Regions from separate parts of the Mus musculus genome. Here regions 1 and 3 are each linked to region 2. The links are chromatin contacts, called in public HiChIP or PLAC-seq maps. All regions are on one chromosome and are shown on one strand. Each heading gives the region's core, a stretch centred on a gene start, on an enhancer-like site or on the middle of the called end of the contact. The rest is flanking DNA. Distances are from core to core; before and after follow the strand shown. Region 1 overlaps Pacrg (PARK2 co-regulated). Region 2 has its middle 7.4 kb from the start of Gm39565. Region 3 overlaps Pacrg (PARK2 co-regulated).

Region 1 (3,571 bases), core at 894-3,393, 360 kb after region 2:
GGAGCATGGCATGCTCTAAAGGGAGCACGTGCCTCACTCGTGCAAGTACTCACCTGCCGTTTAGTAACTGCTTCAACATCTCCTGGCTCTGCAAATACTCCTGCCCTCGAGTGTAATATTAAGATATTTCGATTACCAACAAAAATTGGCAAAGGTTATAAAGAATTATTCTTTGGGCATGACACAGAAAACAAAACAGCATAGCCCTTAGGTCAGTTTGTATAATACAGCGTAGTACATGGACTTGCCTAGAACCAATGCCTAGCCTATGCATCCAACATGCAGGAACGTGAACAATTAGAGGCAGAGAAGCCCCCTCCCTGCACTGAGACCTCCACCATGAACATTGGCTTTAAAGGCCAATGTGGTTAGGACAATGAAAGCTGGGCTTTCTAACATACAGGAAGCATCTAGGGCCAATCTAATCTGAAATTCAAGGACTAAAAGGAAAGATATATTTCATTACCATTTTTTGCTTATGAACATACATAGGAAAAGGTATAGATTGGCAAGTAAAGAAACCCTCAACCCCGACACACACACATCATTCTACTTTATTTTGTAACTATTTGTAGATCTTTATACTCTTGGGATCAACAAGATATGCCACACATATCAGCTCCTTGAAGACTCTGTATATGGAAGGCATCATTAAACAGGCAGAGACTAGATAAGTATTTGTTTATCTCAGAGGGTATTTTTCTCCCTGTTTTCTGTAATAAATGAATTTCCCTTTAGAATATCTTTCATGCCAAGTTATGATTTCATGATGGAAATCAAGCTGCAAAAATATGGGTAGTTGGCAATGAAAGTGTTTAAATTGTTTATTTACCTAATGTGTGAATGACTTCACAAACTGTCAAAAGGCAACATGGCATACAATTCCGAGGGAGAAGAACAAAAAACTAAAAAAAGAAAGAAAAGGGAGAAAGAAAAAGATAATTATTTGAAGGTTCCATTCAGCAGTAGAGAGATTGCCACTGGTACTCATGATTTCTGTATCCTACAGAAAAAAAGGGGAAGGATTTTGCACACTGTTGTCTAAGGAGAAAGAATAGATGTATCCAAGGACACATTGGAAGTGATAACAAAAAGGAGTCAAGAGGAGTCAAGAGTGTGTCAGTGAGAAATACAAAAAGAAAATCAGCGAGGAACGACGGAACCATTGAAATTAAATGGTTCAGAGATGGGAAGGGGGGCAGGGAAGTATGAACAGCTGACTCAGGCACGCATTCAGATCTTGATTTATCCATTTATTATCTATGTGACCTCAGGCAAATTAATCTCTCTGAGCCCGTGTTTCCCTATTTATTAAATATAATGCATTATATTTCCAGAGATCTCATAAAAGACACATACTAAAGAGAACAGCATAGGATTCTGTAATATTGAGTTTGCTCACTGCACAGTTCTACATTGAGTCTGAGCTAGCCCACCTCACTGCACAAATGTGGTTCTACATATGAGCCTGAGCTAGCCCGCCTCTCGACAGCAGCTTGGAGGTTTATACATAGGATCAGTGTCTCACTGTTGCTCAGAAAGAATAGAAGCTTGTTTTACTCTTTAGGGAAGAAAGGATTCTCTGCTCACATGTACTCAAATATCTATAAGAACGGTGGTGGGTTGTTCAGTTTATATGTATTAGTGACAACCTAAGGCTTGAGTTTTCTTCAAAGTCCAACGTTGCTGGTTGTACTATGCCTAGACCCTTGGACTAAAAAGACACACAAACTGTGGGGTTTGTCTTTGATTTTATAAACAGAAGTAATGAGTCCTGGTTCAGTCACATAATTATCTGATTATTCACTTAAAAAGTATGAGCTGAACACATGCCTCACATGTGGGATGATGCTAGGGCAGAGTGTCTTCCAGTACTTAAACTTGGGACCTGCTTAGAGGGCTTGTAGGGCCTTCTGCCAGGCAGCACTCATGCAGCCACTATGGGATTTGGGTAGGATTGCTGGCTGAGGCTGTCTATGCCACACAGAGTATTCTCCTGATACACTTCTCCTTATAACAGGAGCTTGATGTAAACAGGACAACTGTGGGACCTGGAATTTCCTGTCAATCACTGAGCAGCTGAAAGAGGGGGAGGAGAAAAAGTAAATAACTTCACATTAATCTTCAACCAAGGTCTAAGCTAGGACAAAGCTCACAGGATCCTCCAGTGAGTCTACCTTGGGCATGGGACAGATTCTGGTGCTCAGGCCAGGCCCTGTCAGTACAAGAGACCCAGGAATCAAGTCTTGAGTATGATTGCATCCCATCAAGGTAGCTATCCTCCTCCTGGCACATAATCTGTGTCTTTTCTCAGTTATTACAGTTTTACTTCCTGGATGAGGGAGCAGGAATAGAAGCAGCCAAACAGGTCCAACTGGATCCCAGGGATCCAGTGACCTGAGCTGAGACCTTTTATCTTTGCATCCATCATAGGTTGGAAAGAGCCTTTAGCCCCAAGAGGTGCATAAATAGATGTGCTGCTTCAGCCACAGCTTAGCTACTATAGGTTGCTTATATCAACTGCTCTTTCCTGTAAACTTTCCCATAACTTTTCTGGAAATATTTCCCTTGCTATGTAGAGTGTTGAGAGATTAAAGGAAGGTGCTTCTCCCACCACAACTGGGGACAAAAAGGGGTCTGAAAGGCCTCTTCCCCTGCTACTACCTCATTTCCTGTTTCAAGCACATGACCAAAGATGTCTTCCCTCCTCCCCTATAGCTGTGCAAGTTAAAAGAGCACATAACAGTCGTGTGGGAAACTCTCTGAAGCTGCATACCTCCTGCCTTCTGCATCTTGACACCTTCTGAGCTCTAAAAGTTCCTCATAGGACATATGTTCCTGGAGCCTTGCCACAGATGCTAGGAATCCATCTCCAAAGACTAGGACCTTCAGTGTGACAGAAAGCTGGCCGCATTGCAGGTATCCTTCCAGTGAGGCCTCTCCATAGGGCACTACAGAACACTACCACACATGGACCGTTAACAGAGATTGTAGCAGAAATAGCAAAAGTGATTAGCATGGCTTGAAAAGATTCATGATAAGCCAGTTTACTCAACACGTAACCCATCATTCTATGACAGCATTTATCCAGGCTGTGATGCGAAGGGATATGGCATTAACAAAGAGATACAGTGGCTAGGGGGTAGGTTGTAGTTTCTAACTCAGCCAACTTTGGGGTATTCCCCAAGATGACAACCTCATTGCCTCAGTTTCTTTCTCTCTGTGTCTCTGTCTCTTTCTCTCTCCTCACCTGTCCATTTTATTCAATAAAAAATTTAAATAATAAAATTTTGGAAAATATACAAGATTCCAAATATTTCTATTCTCGTGGATCTTAAAGTTTAAATACTTTTACTATTTGTATTTATTATATTTATAGTCCTAGAAAATTGGAACTCTTAAAACAATATTTAACATATTGTTACAAATAACACATCAGGGATGGCCACTCAGATCCAGCTTATACTCAGTTTAAAGTCTTTATTCCAGACATCTGGGACTACACTCAGATATTCAGGACCCAAGTGTAACCAGAGACTTTAGAGCAAGTGTTTTTTAAAGGCAAAAATAA
Region 2 (3,792 bases), core at 346-2,845:
CTGTAGTATAACTAATATAAGTTTATCCCCGACTAGCTTACAAATAAATGAGACTCAGACTATGGTTATTTTATTTGGCTTTAACAATTACTGGGGGCTCACCCCTAATCTACCCTTCTCACTGCTGGCCTGGCTACCTACCAGTGGTGAACCCCAGTCTCTTGCTGTTTCGCCTGGCCACGTTACATGCTCATGATCCACTTCCCCTCATGGTGGCTTCCTCCTCTCCTTGTTCTTCCTCCTCATTTGGTCTCTCCTCTTTCCTTAATGTTCCTCTTCATCCCAAGTCAGGTAACTCAAAACCCACCCACCTCTAACCCCTCCAGGAATTGGCTATAGCCAGTTTTATTTAATCAACAGTTTTAAATTAAGGAACAAGGTTTGCAGAACAAAAGCTTGTAAATGTAAGAATTCACTTAAAGGCCTAGACCTTCTGGTACAGAATTTAGCATCACAATACACAGCTACAGATCAAACCTCAACACTTTTCCTGTTGAAATGTGATTAAAAGTTCACTTACCCTAGACAGGGCACCAGCAGCAGACCGAAGTAACAGTTCTATCTAATTCTAGCTTTGTGAACCAGCGTGCATGTTGGAATTACTTAGAGGAGTACAGGTGACATAATGGTAGCTGTATCTCTGAAAAGTCCCACCCTAGCCTGGGTGACAACTCACAGAAGACATGTCCTTGAGCTCCCTGCATGGCTTGCAAGCAGCTGGTCAGACTGGAGACTCCTCATCCCTAGCCATTGTTATTGCTTATGTAACCTTGGGGGGTTGAACCTTGTAAATGTTCTAAGTTTGGGTGCTGTCTGGAATTTCCTTCCTCATCCTTGTAAATTTCAGTTACTTCCTGAGTCTTACAAGCTTCCCTTATTCCTCTATTCAAAGGGAACACTATACAACTGGTTCTCTGGTAGCCAAGCCTGGTCTTCAACTTCTGATCCTCCTATCTCCCCTCCTGAGTACTGGGATTGCAGGCATGAGTCTCCACATTGACTCTTTGAATGTGTTTGTGTATAATACAGAGTACAAATCAGAAAGGTTGGTATCTGTTACTCTTGTTTCATCAAATGCCTTCTATCCCATCCCCTTTTAAAATTCCTGTGAAGAAACACCTAATATTTCGGGATTGAATGGGATCCCAGCCTTAGGAAGACAGGAGAGTCTGGAGGTGTTTCTCTACAGCCTGAAGACACCCGTGATTCTAAGCTTTAGCACATTCCAGGTGGGTTGCCTCATGTCTGTGCAGTGAATTGAACACCGGGGAGAGAACACCTTCATTTCATCTCTGAAATCTCTGGTGAGAAATGAGATGCCCTCCTCCACCCTCAGACGGAGACGTTGCCATCTGCCCATCCGTTCCCTGAACCAGAGAAAGCTGCAGGGCCATCCAGACATCCATGTTTTCTGCCCACTTTTACTGACTCCAGTTCCTGGGTCCAGCCCACTTTGTGCCTGTGCCTCTCAGACTCTTGACTAGAAGAGCAAACAGCTGTCTCCCAAAAATACTCAGAGAGATTCCCTCAGCATGTATATATTGCCAGGGAGGTGGGGCGATAGGCCAACGGGGTGGGCCCAGGAAGTCATGAGTCACCTGGCAAGAATTGCCTGAGTATTTTAGGCCCCAGGGTGGGGTAGCAGGGGGTGGAGTAGGCAATGCTTGTATTCATGGTTGGGCTAATTTATGGTTTTTATCCAAGTTAATGGTAGTTCTGAGAGGCGGCTCCACGGAGCTTGGCCACTAGAATGTGTCTTTAACTACCCCACTAAGCTACCCTGCGGATGGGGTACCATTCCCACCCTGTTTGCGGGTTTTTAATGTCAGTCTGTGAACCCCCATCTTCCTACTGCCCTATCATTCCTCCTTCTTTGTCCAGTCCCCTCCCTGCTGAGGAGGGTGTCAGGCATGTCTGCTTTGCCACATGCCCTGCCCAGCGCTTATCAGCTCTATTAAAAGCTCCAGTGCAGGATTCAGATAGGGGACTATTCCATTAAACATCACATTAACGAGTCCTCAGAGAAAATCTCTCTCAAAGCTTTTGAGCTCGTAACTACTTGGCTGTCTTACGAGCTTCTACAGATCCTAACATGTGAACGATCAGAAAAGAAAAAGGGTCCCAGTGACGGTCGGTCGGCAGCAGCTGGTCCTGGGAGACCCGAAGCTTCTCCCTGGATGTTTAGGGAGTGAGCTGCCTGTAGGGTCCCATGTACTGGTGGCCACATGTCCATATCCCTCTTCTGTCCCTGTCCAGACCCAGCAGATGCTAGCTATGTAAAGAGTTGGGAGGCCAGCAGAGATGCTCACTGTCCTGGAGGTGGTCAGAGCTCTGGCTGCAGCCCAGGTACCTCTCAGACTCATAGCTGAGCACCAGCCTGGGAGTGTAGGTCAGAGGTCACAGCTTACAGGGATCAGATCATCACTGAGAAGTGAGCACCCTAGGGTGCTTCTGAAGCCGGAGTTGAACCTCTGTGGACACAGTTCTTCATTGTCTGTAGGAAGGGAAACAGCGTGGACCACCGCTGCGGGGTGGTGATGGTGGTGGATTCTCTTTCTGCCCCACATCTCTGACTCTCAGACTACTGCCTCCTGACATCAGTCCTTATTTTTAGGACTGTTTTGACATGACATTGCTGGGACTCAAGCACTGAGCTGTGCAACCAAGGGGCCCTTGAATGGATCCACAGTATCTTTTTGTGTCATTGAGGGCCCTACAGAACTCAGAGGGCTGAGGACCAGCAGGCTTCTCTGATCCTCTGAACCCCAAGGAAGGTTTAGGGCCTGTCATGTTCTCTTCCTCCTGCTACTATTCCATGAAGGCAGCCACACTGACACATTAACAAGAGTCGTCAGGGGTTCCGGAGATGGCTCAGTTTGTAAACTGCTTCCCTGGCAAGCACAAAGGCCTGGGTGTTTGATTCCCAGAATGCACATAAAAGACAGACAGACAGACAGACAGACACTCAGTTAGAAAGAAAGAGAGAAAGGAAGGAAGGTGGGCCATTTTTAATCTTAGTTTAGTGCTGGGAAGGCAGAGACTGGTTGATCACTGGGGCTCACCAGCCAGCTGGAGAGTTCCTGGCCAATGATAGACTCTTGTTTCAAAAACTCACAGTGCATAGCAGAAGTTGACCTCTGGTTTTGACACACATGAATATGGACACACACACACCCTAGAGTCATCATCCCTTTCTCTGCTCTTCATCCTGAGTGCTGACTGCAGGAGTAGACTAGGGGATGAGTTAAGCTCCATTTGAAGCAGGCTGTTGGCTAGGTACTGGCTACAGTGATACACAGTAATACCAGGGAAGGGTGACAGCTGGGTCGTGTGGCTTCCGTTAATGGTCAAGGAAAAGAGGCAATTAATTCCTTTTCCAAAGAACAGCAGTGAAGAAGCAGCAGGACAGCGTGCTCAGGAGCACACCCAACACTCCCCTTCCCCCACCGCCCTATCCTCACCTCCCCACTCCCCACCCCTCACCCCCATCCTGCTGCCCTACAAGGGATCTCAGTTGCAGCAGCCACAGGGGTGTGCCTCAGGATTGCCTGTCCTCTTTTCTGGTTCATCTTTCAAGAGAATGGCAGAGCTAATAGAGCTGTGTGAGTTTGACTCTTCTGGCCTGGCCGCCTTCCACTGTGCCCCTGAGCTGATCTACCTCAGGTTGAAACTGCCATTGTATAACCCTTCCCGATCATCTTGCCTTTTGCCCTCCCACCCTGTACCTGCAGCGGTTTCCCAGACGACCTACATGAGTGACAGACAGACACAGCTGAGGACAGGTATGGAAAG
Region 3 (3,701 bases), core at 1,183-3,682, 320 kb after region 2:
AGTGAGTGGGTAGGGGAGCGGGGTGGGGAGGGTATGGGGGACTTTTGGGATAGCATTGGAAATGTAAATAAGGAAAATACCTAATAAAAAATATAAAAAAATTAACCTTCATTTTAAAGTATATTTTAAACAGTCCAAAAAAAAAAAAAACGCTAGTGAATTTTACTGAATTATAATACAAATATGAAAGTGCTCATTTTTTACAAACACTGTTTTGTGAAATTCACTATAGTGATTGCTTTCAGTTAATGAGTATTTAAGTACAACACTACTTTTGGAAGGATCAATTTTGAGCATTTGGTCTAAAACCATTAATAGACCTTATGCCCAGTTCATCAGCGCCTTTCCTTTCCCTCCCCAAGGCCACTGTTGGTTGTTCCTGCCTGTAACAGTCACTTCGATCCCTTGCTTGGGGGCTAAGCCCTTTTACACCGGTGCTTCAGGGAGTGTTTTTCTGGCTCGGGTCCTTCTTGGCTCACAGCTTCAGCCCTTTCTTGGGTCCTCACAGCTGACCTCCACTTAGCACCTGGAGAATCACCAGTGAGCCTCCCTGGTGGATGATGGCGCCTTGGCTGAGGGGTCCATGTGTTTCTTCTTTGTGCTTGGTTCCTAGGGATTGCAGACACAGAACTCAAAACACCTCAACATTGCTTCTTTTTGGAAATGTAGTTCTTTTTGCTTTCATGAATTCTGTGCCACGTGCTGCATCTGATACACACCCCTCAGCCACTGCTTCATGGAACATGCTTCAGGCTAGAGGCTGCCTCTCTCACTTGTCCCTGCCTCTGTTTGGTTTGGGGATCTGGGTACTGGCTGGCACTGGCTCCCTTAAAATGTCAGCCTTATACTCTCACATTCTGATATTACTGCAGTGACTATTATGTATGAACTTGATTCAATGCCTCTTGCTAGAATACGAAAGAGGAACCGACAAAGTGTATTTACATTTGAAATGAAAGTAGAATCATTTATTTAGTAAGTAGATGGCCAAACTTGCTGTGGAGCTGTGCATTTTATTGTTCATCCACTGAACAGTTTTAATTATATTCTTGAGTTGTTTCCTATTAATACTTATGAATAATAATCTCTTTTCCAATATGATAGACAATTTATTCTGCTGTATAAACTGTCTCTCATTAGCCTACCTGTCAATGTGCTCTATCGCATACATATAGATCTGCCTCCCTAAATGTTACTACACTTCTTCAGTTTTAAAAATCATTTTTGTAGGTATCTGAAATATACAAAACAAAAAACAAAAAACAAAAACAAAAAACAAAAAAAAACAACAATCAAAAAAACTGAAAAACAAGAAACAAAAAAACCCAACATGATTGCAGACTGGATCCAGACAGAGAACAACTGTTCTAGGAAGCTGTATCCATGCGTTGTCCTTAACACTGGTAAACATGTAACATTTCAGAAGTTCTTTCAATTTTTCCTTATAAATTGTTATGGCATCTAGGCCAGATAGTTATGTGTTCATTTGATGTTCATATGGTTGCATTAGGTTCTTCCAGAGGTATCGGAGTATAATTCGATATTAGTTAATGGTTACTAAAAAAAAAATTGTCAAATTTTCTAACAGAATATATTTTAAATGAATTTAACTCAGGGAAATATCTATGAAAATGAACATCCCTTACAATGAGGAAAAAAATCAATGTTCAATTTATTGAATATTATTGTTTTGAACAATCTGGTGTCTAAATAAATGTATATTGAATTTGCTGATTAAACAAAACAAAACAAGAAAAGTAGTGCCTTCCAGGCATGATCGTTTTGAATAGCCTCAGTCACAGGGCAGGTAGACACAGCATGCACCTTGTGTGCCATTTGCCGTTTGTATGCCAGTTAATTAGTTCGTGATTGTGAGCAGTCACACAGCCATGAACCAAAGCCTGGAAACAGGAGTACAATGAATGTCAGAGACAGGGCTAAAGAGAGGGAAGGAGTGGGAGAGGAAATGGGAAGAGAGGGGAGAAGGAAAGAGTGTGCGAGAAGGAATTGAGAAAGATTAAGGGTAAAGGCAGAGATGGATGAGGTAAGACAGAGAAGACAGGTTTTCCGGCGTGAGTGGCAAGGGGGTAAGGCTCTAGTAATGTCTTAGGTTTGTGTGTGTGTGTGTGTGTGTGTGTGTGTTTTGTAGTACTGATTCAAATTTATTTTATTTTAATCATAAACATCTCAAGAATTTACTTTTTTATTCTAGAGCTGGGTATTTCAAGCTGTAAAATGGAGGAAGTATTTCTCTGACCTGGGCTTCACAACAAAGAGAGCAAAGGTAGAAGACAGATATAATTGCTTTCTTAATTCATGACTCTGGGATCAGAGTGCACTCTGTGATTTAAAATTGTCTGGACACAGAGACTCAAATTTGTCTCTGAAATGGACTCAGAGACATGTGGCTTCTGACTCAGATGCAAAGGTCACAGTGCTGACTCATGTGCTTCAGAGCCAGATATTTTGTTTCCCATTCCAGAAGCAAGGCCACTTGCTAGGACTGTAAAGTTCCCACATTTGCAGGCAGAAGTGGAGAAGAGGGGTGGCGGCATGTGTCCTGCGGAAAGACTGCAGCGTGGAGGCTGGGAGTCAGCAGTCTTCCGGTGACTCTGCACATTATTCAGTGTGCCGAGAGACAGGCTGCATGCAAGGGGTCTTCCCAGCTGTGTGGGTGGAACCACCACGGCAATAAATAAGACAACACGATGGACCCGAGGCACATGCAACATGAGGAGTGAATATGAACTTCGGAGGGATAGTCTACAAAGCCAGATATCTAAGGCAGAGTCAGAAAGGAGTGTCCTCACAATTGGCACTTTTGGGGAAAGCATCTACAGAGGTATATATAGAAGAAAAAGAAGCTGGTGTTCTATGAAGGGGGTATTTGCAACCACTTGTGTGTGTCAGTGAGTCTGTGGACAGATGTTGACTTTAGGGAGACCTGGCTGTGTGTGAGGATAAATACCAAAGCGGCCAGGAGCCTGTTGCTAGAAGGAAGGGGACAATTACATCTCGGATAGACTTAGGAAAAGTTAATATTCACAAAAATTCTTACTTTGTACTGCAGTAGAACAGTTCATGAGACTATTGGCAGTCTTTGGCAAGACACAGTCTCTCCAAAACAGGAAAGTGTCACAAGAAAAGCAGTGAAGGTCAAAATGCTGACAAGAAAGCAAAAGATTGCTGCTAATTAACATAATTAACATAAATGTTAGTTCACTCACTGTACAGGGAAAAGAGAAAGAAATATCTGAAAAAAAGCAACAGACAAAAATCTCCCCCCAATTAGATTCTAGTCAATAAGCATAGATTCTAGACTCTCAACATACTGCAAGAAAAAAACATGTCAAAGAAATCATATCTGGATGTGCTGGCATCTAAATGCAAGAGGCCATGACAAGGGAAAGTCTTAAAGAACCAAGGAAAGAGAACATTACACACAAAGGAAGAACGATTCCAATGTTCAGACGTCACATCAGCAGAAGGCAGGAGAGACACATCTTCATGACCCTCCGAGAAAACATGGCCTCAGAAGTCTGCTAGGAATATCCTTCAAGGATGGGGGTAAGGAAAAACATTTTTAGGTCATAAAAACATGTATGGCTGATTAGCACTAAAATTGTTTCACTGTCTTGTGATGTTTTTAGTGTTGGTAGATTTAAGCCTAGCAACGTAAACCAAAAAGCTATACAGCTAAA

What was found. HiChIP or PLAC-seq counts read pairs in DNA pulled down with a chosen protein or histone mark.
Region 1: an HNF4G HiChIP or PLAC-seq map of pancreatic cancer cells shows a contact between it and region 2. The contact joins two enhancer-like sites. A contact is called at or near these places in 2 of 484 Hi-C or Micro-C datasets (bone marrow-derived macrophages and reprogramming fibroblasts) and 2 of 115 datasets of contacts at active chromatin or transcription factors (embryonic basal ganglia and pancreatic cancer cells).
Region 3: a contact with region 2 is called in an HNF4G HiChIP or PLAC-seq map of pancreatic cancer cells. The contact joins two enhancer-like sites. A contact is called at or near these places in 1 of 484 Hi-C or Micro-C datasets (nephron progenitors) and 1 of 115 datasets of contacts at active chromatin or transcription factors (pancreatic cancer cells).

Annotation. Positions count from the first base shown.
Region 1 is chr17:10,736,023-10,739,593 of GRCm38.p6, forward strand. All of the region lies in intron 2 of Pacrg (PARK2 co-regulated), which reads right to left. Among named protein-coding and RNA genes, the nearest start is that of Gm16169, 70 kb to the right of the region's middle. Within about 2 kb of position 2,144, at least 9 of the 459 cell types and tissues checked have an H3K27ac peak or open chromatin away from gene starts, as enhancers often do. A contact at or near this core is called in pancreatic cancer cells, where this site is marked.
Region 2 is chr17:10,377,111-10,380,902 of GRCm38.p6, forward strand. No RefSeq gene overlaps it. Among named protein-coding and RNA genes, the nearest start is that of Gm39565, 7.4 kb to the left of the region's middle. Within about 2 kb of position 1,596, at least 56 of the 459 cell types and tissues checked have an H3K27ac peak or open chromatin away from gene starts, as enhancers often do. A contact at or near this core is called in pancreatic cancer cells, where this site is marked.
Region 3 is chr17:10,700,484-10,704,184 of GRCm38.p6, forward strand. All of the region lies in intron 2 of Pacrg (PARK2 co-regulated), which reads right to left. Among named protein-coding and RNA genes, the nearest start is that of Gm16169, 110 kb to the right of the region's middle. Within about 2 kb of position 2,433, at least 54 of the 459 cell types and tissues checked have an H3K27ac peak or open chromatin away from gene starts, as enhancers often do. A contact at or near this core is called in pancreatic cancer cells, where this site is marked.